Linked DNA regions of Salmo salar: region 1 is linked to region 2. Evidence: chromatin contacts called from public Hi-C data. All regions are on one chromosome and are shown on one strand. Each heading gives the region's core, a stretch centred on a gene start, on an enhancer-like site or on the middle of the called end of the contact. The rest is flanking DNA. Distances are from core to core; before and after follow the strand shown.

Region 1 (6,504 bases), core at 1,739-4,238, 110 kb after region 2:
GCAGTAATACAAATACAATAACTACACTACTAAAGTCCTTTTTACTGAGGCCCTATCAACTTTAATAATTTAGGTCCGTTTTGTAACCTGTAACATTAACTTTCCCACACATCTAACATTGCCATGGCATGCTATGTTTACTGTACAACACAGGAGGTTGGGTGGCACCTTAATTGGGGAGGATGGGCTCGTGGTAATGGCTCTAGTGGAATAGTGGAAAGGTATCAAATACATTAAATACATGGTTTCCATGTGTTTAATGCCGCGTTCCATTTGCTCTGTTCCAGCCATTAATGTGAGCCGTCCTTCCCTCAGCAGCCTCCACTGATGTACAATGTCATACATGCGTATGTCTTGAGTTCCTCAATGAGTGAAGACAAAATTGTAAATCAAAGAGGCACTGATCAAGTGTTATTGACCTCAGTTATCAAATCAAGGACTGATTTAGACTATTCTCTGAGAATCATCTCAGGCCGTTGTAACAACATGTGTGCAATACCATGGGATGTTTTACTTTTTATCTCAGCGCAAATGTCAAAAGCCACCAAAAAAAGTTTCTATGATGTGAATTACTGTTTGATAAAAAAAAGAACTAATCTTTATTTCGGCGTACCGAATGTCTCTCACTCACTCACTCACTCACTCACTCACTCACTCACTCACTCACTCACTCACTCACTCACTCACTCACTCACTCACAATTTCCAAAAGAATAAAGACATTTCAAATGTCATATTATTAATATATACAGTGCTGTCACGATGTGCAAATAGTGAAAGTACAATGCCCCACTGTGTCCTCTCTGTTTAGGGCCAAATAGCATTCTAGTTTGCTCTGTTTTTTTTGTTCATTCTTTCCAATGTGTCAAGTCATTATCTATTTGTTTGGGTCTAATCTAATCTCCCTCTCTCTGTCTCTCTCTGGTCACCATGGGGACATAAGTTACTACAATCAAACATTTCTTGTAAAGCATGTCCACAATAACAAAATGACTCACTAATGCAGGGTTGTTCATTATTATTATTCTAATTCATTATTAATGGTTACTTATTTCCCATCTTCTTCCAGTGGAATCAGTTTCTCTCATTAGAAAAAAGCAAGTCTGCCTTGACCGTTGTCCCGGCAACATGTCTAGCTGTGTCATTAGATTCATTTGTAACAAACACATCAGGACAGAGAGGACATCAGCACTTTGTCAGCTGCCATTTGTGATAACGCACTTGCAATAGACAACCGTACAAATTACTTTTATATGTTTATTTAACCTTTAAATAAAGGGGTTCACTACAGCTCAAATAAGTCCATGATGATCCTAAAGGTGACGTTGTGGAGTTAGAAAGGACTCATGCACTCCACACTTGGAGGCCTGAATACCAGTTAGTTTACTGTTATTAAGATCTCTTTGTACAAAATAATATGTATGAATTCATATCCAAACCGTAAGTATCAGTAGTACCTCTGGGGATGAATCTGTACGGTCATTGGGCATAAAGTCCCACACATTCTCATTTAAAAAAAAAAAAACACACATTTGGAAAGTTCTGGGTGATCTTTTACAATCTCTTTTTTTTTCCCCTAACGGCATAGTATGGCCATTCCCCTTACAAATACATAAACACACAAGCATACACAAGGTGACCAGAGACCAGATCATGGATGGCATCCAGCTCCCTGTGGAACAGCATGCCATCTAGTGGCCCACTGAGATCTTACATGTTCACTTATTTCCTTTACTGTGATAATAACAGGAACATATAATCACTATTGCAGTAGTGATCTGGGGGGGTGGGCTGTATGTTTCAAGCGTCTCAGAGTAGGAGATTTAGGATCAGTTTTGTCATTTAAATCACAGTTGATAAGATTTGATTGACAGGACGGGTCTGATACTAGATTAGCTTTCCTATTTGATACCCACGGCCCCTGGTCCAATATGATTTTACAATTAGAAAACGTTTACAAGGAAAACCTTGCACTGTATATTCTTAGTACAAACCTCAGTTGTACGCCTAATAAACCACACATAAAGACAAGCAGTCATAATTAAACAGTCATAACTAGCCAATGGCAATGCGGATTACACAGTGAGCAGACCAGAAGCAGCTGGTTCATAAAAATAAAAAATAACAACTTTGTACTGCCCCCAAAAATACCTAAAATGGTCCTCGGGAGTAATTGAAAGTCAATATTATTGAGACGCGGCAATGAGGCAACATTTACATGTCTAAAGAGCCTTGTATAGTATAGAGAGCTGGTATTCAGTCACTCTGACACGGGAGTACACGAAGAGCGAAGAGGCAAAACGAATGACAGAACGTTGACAAAACAGCGGAAACTTCACGCTGACTGAGAAACAGTGTTTCCCTGAGAGGAAATGGGTTAATTGATCAAAATGAGGGCAAAATTTACCTAGAGCAACAGTAACCAATGCAGGCAAAATGTGGGTAGTGTTAACAGAAAAAAAAAGACTTTCTCGCTGGTATTGCAAATCTCCAACCTTAGTGTTTTAGCTTCAGTGATTTACGTACACTGGCAAATGGGTCAGGGGTACGTTTGATAGCATGTGACAAAAAAAAAAGGAAGGCAGAAATGTTCATATAAGAACAAGTGTACATTGTAATTGCCGTTACCCAATAAGACACTTTCTCACATCATATAACCGAACCCTGTCCAGTGTCATTTCAGTAGCCACTTGGGGTTTTGAGGAGTTGCTGGTCCTCCTTCTCTACTCCCGTCTCCCATCTTTAGCAGTGTCCCCTTCCATATTTATTTTCCAACGTCGACGGTGCGTACCAACTCTGAGAGGGGGATTACACGCCTGGCTTGGCCTACATCCTACAGGCCCCGTCAGGACTGGCTCTGCCACCCACTGCAGGGCCCGCAGGTTATGGGCTACCAGCATGGTTCGTCTGTGGGGTGGCAAATGAACCGGGACCAGGCGCCACACATCACTCCTACAGCAGCCTGAAACACCCTGGCTCCACCCCACCCCTGTCTTTCACATCATTGCCCTCTCATGTCTTTATACTGTACAGCAGACTCCACAGCAACCCTACTCTGGCCCTAGGCACTGAACATCTACCTCTCCCTAGCTTTTGCACAGAATCTCTCAAATAGCATCCCTACATTGGTTAATTTCTTCTCTCAACAGTAGGACTATAACTCTATTTCGTTGGTTCATTTCTTCTCTCAACTATAGAACTCAAACTTCATTTCATTGTGTGGAGGTCTAAACCGACAAGAAAAATGACTAAATTAACCTGAGAGGACAATCTGTGCCTGTGTTATAAATATAGAACTGTATGACTCGGTGTGTTGTGCACTACAAGGAATCATATTACAGAGCAAGCATGTGTCATTTCAATTACAACTGGTAGAGTACACACAAAAAGCCTCCACTGAGAGTTGAAAAAAAAAACTGAGTTTATAGAGGAGGCAATTGTAGGTAAGCACACTGAAGTCACTGAGTTGGTACGATGACACGGCATGAGAGGGTTTTTGTCCCAGACTGCAATGAGGTAAAAATACAAACCAGCGGGACTAAACATAGTCTTTATAAACCAGTAACGGTGCCTCGCAGAAAAATATCAACAATGCTTCTCTGTTTCAGCCTTATGGCTTCTGTAACTGCCACCTGTGACAGGTGGTTAGGAACAGGTAATGCAGTTTCCTGAGTGACTCTCAAAATCTTGTTGTCATTACACACGACAGTTCTGATTGATATGTTGTATACGTGAGCATCGTTTAGCTGGTTCGGTTCGGTTGGTGACTTATGCTTGTGTGGTGAGTAACCCTGTCTGAGACTTATACTATTTCCCAGAGCGTATGTCTAGGCACGGTCTTGTGGTGCATATGAGACCCATGTTGGAACCCAGTGGGTCACATTGGTGCCGTCAGCTGGATGGGGCTCTCCGCAAGAAGGAGGGCTTGAAAGGAAGTGACACGTGTGTTGGAACCCAGTCAGTCACATGCTGTTTGTATCTAAATGACTGACTGGAAATAAACAATCATCACATCTTATTATTAGCTGAAGTATGTTCCTCCCTAACAGAGGGACATGCAGTATGAATTACTCTATTTAACATACGAGCAACAAAGTAAGAGTTATCATGATTACTATATGAGCTGGTACAGTTAACCCTGAGTTACAGTTAACCTCTGAGCTACAGTTAACCCTGAGTTACAGTTAACCCCGACGGGGTTAAAGGTGAGGTACAGCAACCCCTGAGCTACAGTTAACCCTGAGCTACAGTTACCCCTGAGTTACAGTTAACCCCGACGGGGTTAAAGGTGTGGTACAGCAACCCCTGAGCTACAGTTAACCCTGAGCTACAGTTAACCATGAATTAAAGTTACCCCTGACCTACAGTTAACCCTGAGCTACAATTACCCCTGAACTACAGTTACCCCTGAGCTACAGTTAACCCTGAGCTACAGTTACCCCTGAGCTACAGTTACCCCTGAGCTACAGTTACCCCTGAGCTACAGTTAACCCTGAGCTACAGTTACCCCTGAGCTACAGTTAACCCTGAGCTACAGTTACCCCTGAGCTACAGTTAACCCTGAGCTACAGTTACCCCTGAACTACAGTTAACCCTGAGCTACAGTTAATCCCAAGGTACAGTTAACCCCGAGCTACAGTTACCCCTGAGGTACAGTTAACCCCGAGCTACAGTTAACCCTGAGCTACAGTTACCCCTGAACTACAGTCAACCCTGAGCTACAGTTAATCCCAAGGTACAGTTAACCCCGAGCTACAGTTAACCCTGAGGTACAGTTAACCCCGAGCTACAGTTAACCCTGAGGTACAGTTAACCCCGAGGTACAGTTAACCCCGAGGTACAGTTACCCCTGAGGTACAGTTACCCCTGAGCTACAATTAGCCCTGAGCTACAGAACCCTGAGCTACAGAACCCTGAGCTACGGTTAACCACAAGTTACAGTTAACCCCGAGGTACAGTTAACCCCGAGGTACAGTTAACCCCGAGGTACAGTTAACCCCGAGGTACAGTTAACCCCGAGGTACAGTTAACCCCGAGGTACAGTTACCGCTGAGCTACAGTTACCCCTGAACTACAGTTAACCCTGAGCTACAGTTACCCTTGATCCACAGTTACCCCTGAGATACAATTACCCCTGAACTACAGTTTAACCTGAGCTACAGTTACCCCTGAACTACAGTTACCCCTGAACTACAGTTACCCCCGAGCTACAGTTAACCCTGAGGTACAGTAACCCCCGAGGTACAGTTAACCCCGAGGTACAGTTAACCCCGAGGTACAGTTAACCCCGAGGTACAGTTAACCCCGAGGTACAGTAACCCCCGAGGTACAGTTAACCCCGAGGTACAGTTAACCCCGAGGTACAGTTAACCCTGAGGTACAGTTAACCCCGAGGTACAGTTAACCCTGAGGTACAGTTAACCCCGAGGTACAGGCCTTAAAAGTGTTTAATTGGCATTGATTGTCTCTAATTATCCGAGACGTCATAATGGCACTCACAGAGGCTAGGGTGGCTGAGTTTTAGCATCCTGTAAATAATAGTGACATTTGTTCATTCTCTCAACCCTTAGCACATAATACCCCCATAGCCCATCCCACCTGAGCTGAACATTTCCTCTTCTCTTTTCCATCCCAGTCACTAAGGGTTTTTTGTGCCAGAGAGAATTCCTGAGCTCTTAATTGCAGTCCGTGTGTGTGCTTTGCATTTCCCAATCCCCCCACCCCTTTTGTTCTGGCTGCCGAGGGGAGGTACAAAGACCCCTTTCTAACTCCCTGCCATGACTCTCTGAGGTACTGTAGGGAGGAAGAAAGGATTAAGTCAACATTTCTCATGACCTCTGGATCGTCTGATGGATAGAGTGGAGGGAGGAGGGGGGTGGGGGGTGGGGTGGATGGGGAGGGGGGCAGTTTAACACATACAACAGAGCACCTAACTGGGGGGGGTCTGTTTAAATCAAATCAAATTACATTTTATTGGTCACGTACACGTGTTTAGCAGATGTTATTGCGGGTGTAGCGAAATTCTTGTGTTTCTAGCTCCGACAGTGCAGTAATATCTAACAATTTCACAACATATACCCAATACATACAAATCTAAGTAAAGGAATGGAATTTAGAATATACGAATATATGGACGAGCAATGTCAGAGCAGCATAGACTAAGATACAGTAGAATAGTATAGGATACTGTATATACATATGAGATGAGTAATGAAAGATATGCAAATATTATTAAAGTGGCCAGTGATCTCAACTCTGTATGTAGGCAGCAGCCTCTCTGTGTTAGTGATGGATATTTAACAGTCTGATGGCCTTGAGACAAAAGCTGTTTCTCAGTCTTTCAGTCCCAGCTTTGATGCACCTAACTGGAAGGGAAGGGGGGGGGGTAAGAGCTCAAAGCTGTTGACATTGAATTTACAGCATCAATGATCAAAATACATGCATTTCAAGTATCATCATTAAATGATGTGTGATTTCATGTCATTTTAATAAAACAAATGTTCTA
Region 2 (6,692 bases), core at 2,222-4,721:
TTAATTCGCATTTACTTTGACATATCTTACCTTCAGGGCCTCGATATCCAATGACGTTGACTCATCCATATCTTTGCAAAACGTAAATAAAGCGTTTTGGACAACTTGAATGGTTAGTTCATTGCGCAGAACTCAGACTATCTTGGGGCCAGTTGCACTTCAGTCTCATTAGGTTAGCATATACCACACTGATGAAAAAGGAAAACCGAATGACTCTTGAAAATTCATGAGAATGTTTCCACTCAATGTAGCCTAATAAATAACTCAGAACAGATATAAAAGCATGCTTGCTTGCATTATCAATATAACGCTAGATGCCTCGAAAAAAAAAACTCAAAAGGCGCATTTTTTAAAAATTATCCCAGAATTGTAGTCTTGCTATCATACCTATCTGGTAAATCTATCAGATTCCTGACATCTTCTCATCCAAAGATTGTGGAGTTGAGAGGCCCGCCGGAGCATTTTTTTCAGTAGGCTTCGCAAATCCACCCTAAACTCCTGTTCATCATAGGAAGATTTCCCACAAAAAAATGCATAGTCCACTTGCATGGTAGCTTATCTATCCGCACTCCGTAGCCTACCATCTCAAGAAAAACAGGTGCTTGCGTGACACGAGTGTGCGTAAAAAATCTGTCCATAACGAAAATTGCTCGGCGCGCGCTTTGCCAACCCTGGGCTGTGTGCGCGTTCCCGCGCGGGCAGTCGGTTTCTCCACAGCACCCAGTTTCAGTGTTTCTAATCAAGATTAGTAGATGAATCAGGCGTGTTGCTGATTGGTACGAACAAGAGCTTGCAACCACACCAGCCTTATGCATACAAGATTGGTCACCCCTGGAAGAACAACATGTGAAAATAATATGTACAACCGGTGTCTCTGTGTGAAGTAAGTCATTTAATGCTGAGTGCTAAGGAGAAGATGAAAGAGAGGTCAATGTTAAGAAGATGGTGGAGAGAAAGAAGAGTCGAGTAAGATAATGTAGGAGGAAGGTGAAGAGGGTGATGGAGGGAAGATTATAAGAAGAGGTGGAAGATGGAGATCATCACGTGAAGTTCAGTTTGAATCCTATGACCAACTGGAAAAATCTAGTCTGGAGTAGACCAGCAACTGGGAAAAAAATCTGTGTGTGTGTGTGTGTGTCAGGAAGTGATTTAAAAAGCGTAAGACATATTGTTGTGGCCTATAAGATCAATCAAGTATTCTTCTTCTTCACGGTGAGGGTTATCAAGGACATGTGATGGAAGAGGGAGATCATCAAGAGAGAGCTGGAAGGAGTGAGGGAAACAATTAAGGAGAGAAAGAAACACGTGGACAAGGCTAGAGAAGGAGAGGATGAAGAATTCAAATATTACATGTTGAAAAAGAAAGCTAAAGACACTTAACATTAATTAACCTCTACGGGATCGGTGCCCCCCTCCCCCACGGGATGGTTGAGCTAACGTGCGCTAATGTGATTAGCATGAGGGTGTATGTAACAAGAACATCTCCCAGGACATAGACATATCTGATATGGGCAGAAAGCTTCAATTCTTGTTAACCTAACTGCACTGTCCAATTTACAGAGTCCACAGTTATGAACTTGAAGATGTATTAATAAACCAATTAGGCCGACTTGATACAACATTTTAAACATAAATGCAATGGTTCATTGGATCTGTCTAAAACTTTGCACATACACTGCTGCCAACTAGTAGCCAAAATCTAAATTATGCCTAAGCTGGAATAATACATGGTGGCCTTTTTCTGGCATTTCAAAGATGATGGAACAAAAAACTTTTTTTTTTCTATGTATTATCTCTTACCAGATCTAATGTGTTATATTCTCCTACATTAATTTCACATTTCCACAAACTTCAAAGTGATTTCTTTCAAATAGTATCAAGAATATGCATATCCTTGCTTCAAGTCCTGAGCTACAGGCAGTTAGATTTGGGTATGTCATTTTAGGTAAACATTGAAAAAAACGGTCCGATCCTTAAGAGGTTTTAAGAGACACTAATCATTCAGATTTTTCTGTATACCTTGACAGTTATCCTAAGGGCCCCTGAGATCCACGCTGGTTTGTATAGCCAACCCAGAGGTATAAGGATAAAATGAGAATACTGGTAGCGATACGGCCACGGAAGCTAAATTCTCTAACATTAGCTTGCATACCTAGCCAGAGACGCTACTCTTCTAGCATTCGCATGAGACAGTTGAGATTGAATGGACCCTCTTTAGCACTTGTGTTTGGATACACAAATCACGTCAAAGGATGTACTGTAACTGCAGAAATGATTTTACTGTTTCTTCCGTTCTCAGATTCCTCAGTGTGACAGCCACATGACTGAGCTGGGAGAAATAAGGAGATAGACAGCTATTCCACTACCTACACCACATTTCCTACCCACCCCCTTATACTTAAAAGAAACCCCACCCCTTTATACTTAAATAAAAAACACTCCCTTATACTTAAAATATAAAAACTAAACACAAAACATTCCTATCTTGACGGTGGAGAGACAAACGTAAGCTTGGATGTTCATTTCCCGCAATTCGACACTAGTCTCCTAGTGTAGAATTGTTGGTACCCTTCCCCAGATCTGTGCCTCACCACAATCCTGTCTTGGCGCTTTACAAACAATTCCTTTGACCTCATGGCTTGGTTTTTGCTCTGACATGTACTGTCAACTGTGGGACCTTATATAGACAGGTGTGTGCCTTTCCAAAGCATGTCCAATCAATTGAATTTACCACAGGTGGACCAAACAAGTTGTAGAAACATCTCAAGGATGATCAATGGAAACAGGATGCACCTGAGCTCAATTTCTAATCTCATAGCAAAGGGTCTGAATACTTATGTAAATAAGGTATTTCTGTTTTAAATTTTTAATACATTTGCAAAAAAATTAAAATAAACTGTTTTTGCTTGGTCTTTATGGGGTATTGTGTGTAGATTGACGAGGAAAATATTTAATTTAATCCATTCTAGAATAAGTCTATAATGTAACACAATGTGGATAAAGTCAAGGGGTACTGAATATTTTCCAAATGCACTGTATATGATATCTGAGTGAGAATTAACTAACAAAATCAATGTGGGCCCCCTGGAGGTCAGGTTCCCTGGGCATGTGCCCTGTTCATGTATTGGTCCTTGGTGTTTTGATCACTGGGTGATGATGTAGGCCTAGACTAGATCATTGGTTCTCTTATATGGTCGCAATTGTAAATGAGAACTTGTTCTCAATTTGCCTACCTGGTTAAATAAAGGTGAAATAAAATAAATAAATATGGAATATTTTAGTTAGAGTGTTATTTTTTTACCTTCTGACCGATAATTGAAGTCCTGCGGAGTGCAGCAAGTCGAAAAACTCGATGATTATAGTAAACAAGCTAAAATATTGTGGTATTCCGCTCTGATAAAGCTGAAATCAATAGAAATCTTGGTCTGACTGAATTGCACTACCAAAGTAATACAGCAGAGTGCAGTAGAGAGTTAGAATTGCGGTATCCAGACATCAACAATCAACCACGACTGTTTTTTTTCCCCCCTCCAAGAATCATAATCAACTGTCGATAGTATCTTCTTCTCTGTCAGGATGGCGGACCCCAACACTAAACATATGCCACAGAAAAGGTAATATTTGTACTAATTTAGTCACAAGGTTATATTAATAAGCACATTTTCTGGAACAATGTTACTACAATGCAGCTAGCGAACTAACTATAATATGTCAATGTATTTTCTGGCTGGCTATGCTAGCTAGCAAAGAGGCAACACCCAGTAATGTTGTTAGCCATTCAGCTAGCTAGCTAACCAGTGCCGTGCCTCAGTAATATCAAAGATGATAGAATATATTCAGTTGTGTGTTTTACCAGAGATTACATAACGTCTCTGGCCTTATTAAGCGACGTGTTGTTAGCTTGTTGCTTAGCAAACATAACTCACAGATTTAATGTATCGTATCTTTAATGGCTAACAACTGACGGTCAGCTGGAGCCTCGTTTATAAATCCTACATATAAAATATACCCACAAAATGTGCATATTGTATTGCAAACTGGCAAATAAGTATTTTGATGAAAAGCTTAGTCACAAAAAAACTGAAAATATATGAACAAGAATGCAGCCATTTGCCGTTAGTGTTAAGAGTGTTTTATTTTTAGAATCTAAAATAGACAGTAATCTTATAATTACACACAGGAATCTTTTTCCTATTTATTTTATTTTCATAACTATAGAGTACCACAGTAGGTGTCATAATACCCATAAAACCTAGCGGTCAAACAGGGACATGGTTCCAATTGTCTTTCCACTATACATTTTTTTTCCATAGGGGATTTTAGACATTCTTAAAGGAAGGGCTGTGTTTCGTTGTAGACTTACATAGGCATGATGTTTTTATAACCATGTAAATCTCTCTAGGACAAGTTGACTTTTATCAATATATTCACCTGTATTTACCACCCCAAAATGTAATGCTAATTAGCGGCTAATGTGGCTATCATAACGAACTACAAATGCAATGATGACCTGGTCGAGACTGCCGAACCGAGGCAAAGGTAAGAAAAACTCTGGATTAACTATCCAATGTTAGCTAAATGTAGTAATTAATAATTTGGCAACCTTTCTTTAAATGGGCAATTATGTGAACCTTCTTGTAAATTTACACAATAACTGTTAGAAAAGGTGCCAGCTAGAGATGACGCTAATTAGCCATTTTGAATCTGAGACTAAATAGAGCCAAAGTCACCTTGTCCAAGAGAGATTTACATGGTTATCAAAACGTCACACCACAGTAAGCCTAAACGAAACAAAACCCTTATTTGAAGTGTTTCTAAAATCCTCTATGGGAAAAATTTATAGTGGAAAAATGGTTGGAACCATTTCCCTATTTTGACTGCTAGGTTTTATGGGTATTATGACACCGCTGTGGGGCTCTATTGCAGAATATATTGCTCACCTTTCCTGGCTGTGATGGGTTCATATTCCCCAAGGAGCCTATACAACAAATAAACATGTGCATCTCTTGTTTAATTGGACGTAGTAGGCTAGTAAATAGAGAGCTTAGTGTATATGTATTTCAAGTTTTGCGATATCATAGGCAGCGCGGTTTATAATACCGGCATTACAGTCTAATATAACCACTGAACTTTTGGCCAGGCCTATGTATGCTATATCATATTTAGGTTGGGGGAAACATTGATGAATTCAAATGTTCTTCTGACATGTCCACAACCATTTTCCATTGTTTTCTCCTTCAGAAATGAACACAGTCCTTTTCCATATACACCATAAATTACTGCTAAATATTAAAACATTCTACAAAGACAGTAGACTGGTAGTTTATGCAAAATATTTGACCGTATGGGTAGTCTACAGTATTGCTGTGCGATAGGAGCGCGACATCATTGCCTATTCAATCTCAGAGCCTATACGAAAGTAGGACATATAAACCCAATAATCTATTGATAAACAAAATATTAAGCAACAATTAGTCCTTTTTGCATGCCGTGGCATAATGCCAATAGTTCAAAATTATACAAATGAAGGGCATTATTGTCACCATAAAAGGTGAATGGAGGGAGTTTTCCAGGCAGAGTTTTACGACAGGTCTGATTTTTATAACGGGAGACATGCGTATGTATCACGTTTGCCAAGTTTATAAATCTCAATATCTTCAGAAATGGATCAAGCAGAGATTTTGTGTGACATTTTACGCAACGGTTATAAATGAGGCCCCTGATGATAAAATGGTTATGTTAGCTTGCTAGCTAAGTTAGCCTGCTGCTAGCCATTGCTGTTTTGATAGCTACAGTAATGTTAGCTCATCAAATAAGAAGGCTAGATCATTGCCATCTTGGAGATACGTCTGAGTAATAATGCCATGACTTTGCCTGGCTACCCGAACTCCTTGCTACGCCCACGAACGTTAGTTTCTCTCCGCAATGGTCGAGTTCGTTTTGCATGGCCGGTGTCCCAGGTGGGCGGAGTTTGGTCATTTTGGACCATTCTGTTGGTCATTAAGTGAAATTTCCACCCACTCGGGGCACCGGGCCATGCAAAGCTAACTCCACTATTGATTCTGGATCTGAGTACCTCCCAGACGATTTCTAGAATGGAAATCCATTCTAGATGTCTGATTGGGTTTTCTGGGTCCCATCGCAGAACACGTGGGTAAAGTGGCATTTTGAAAAATCCTAATTGGCTTTGATATTCCAATTGGTTAGAGATGATCCAATCGCTGATTACTTTTTTGTACACACCACTCATTTTGACATCACCACAAACGACTTCAACGATGGCAATCTCAGACTGAAGTATGTAGCAAACGATGGACTAGCGGGAAACATTCAGTTTGAGTAGTCAGGCAAGCCATGGCTGGCTACCATCACAATTTCATGTATTTTCTGCCAACTCTTGCAGTGCCAACATTGCTGCTGGAGCAGTTGTGTGTGTAGAGAGTGAAATTAGAGGAGATGTGACCATTGGTAAGACTTTATTCATACTCCATATAGATTTTTTGCCATCAAGTATTGTTTAGTGTTTTATCCATTTCCCTCCAAATCAAAATAAGCAAGCTGTGTAGCATTATAGATGTATCAATCGTCTGTTCCTTCCGGCAGGTCCAAGAACAGTGGTCCACCCCAAAGCACGTATTATAGCTGAGGCAGGCCCTATTATCATTGGAGAAGGCAACCTGATCGAGGAACAG

The links. Hi-C and Micro-C count contacts between places; a contact is called where the count stands out from the background.
Region 1: a contact with region 2 is called in a Hi-C map of muscle, with 5 times the contacts expected there. The contact joins the enhancer-like site here to the promoter of dctn6 in region 2. A contact is called at or near these places in 3 of 3 Hi-C or Micro-C datasets (blood, gill and muscle).

What each region holds. Positions count from the first base shown.
Region 1 is chrssa07:6,593,828-6,600,331 of Ssal_v3.1, forward strand. No RefSeq gene overlaps it. Among protein-coding and RNA genes, the nearest start is that of LOC106608508, 5.4 kb to the left of the region's middle. Within about 2 kb of position 2,989, at least 1 of the 13 cell types and tissues checked has an H3K27ac peak or open chromatin away from gene starts, as enhancers often do. A contact at or near this core is called in muscle, where this site is marked.
Region 2 is chrssa07:6,484,906-6,491,597 of Ssal_v3.1, forward strand. It overlaps dctn6 (dynactin subunit 6), which reads left to right and starts at 3,472. Exons shown (of 7, transcript XM_045721466.1): 1 at 3,472-3,614; 2 at 6,404-6,468; 3 at 6,604-6,692. The coding sequence starts at 3,577. It overlaps LOC106608502 (zeta-sarcoglycan), which reads right to left and starts at 627. Exons shown (of 8, transcript XM_045721464.1): 1 at 31-627. The coding sequence starts at 69.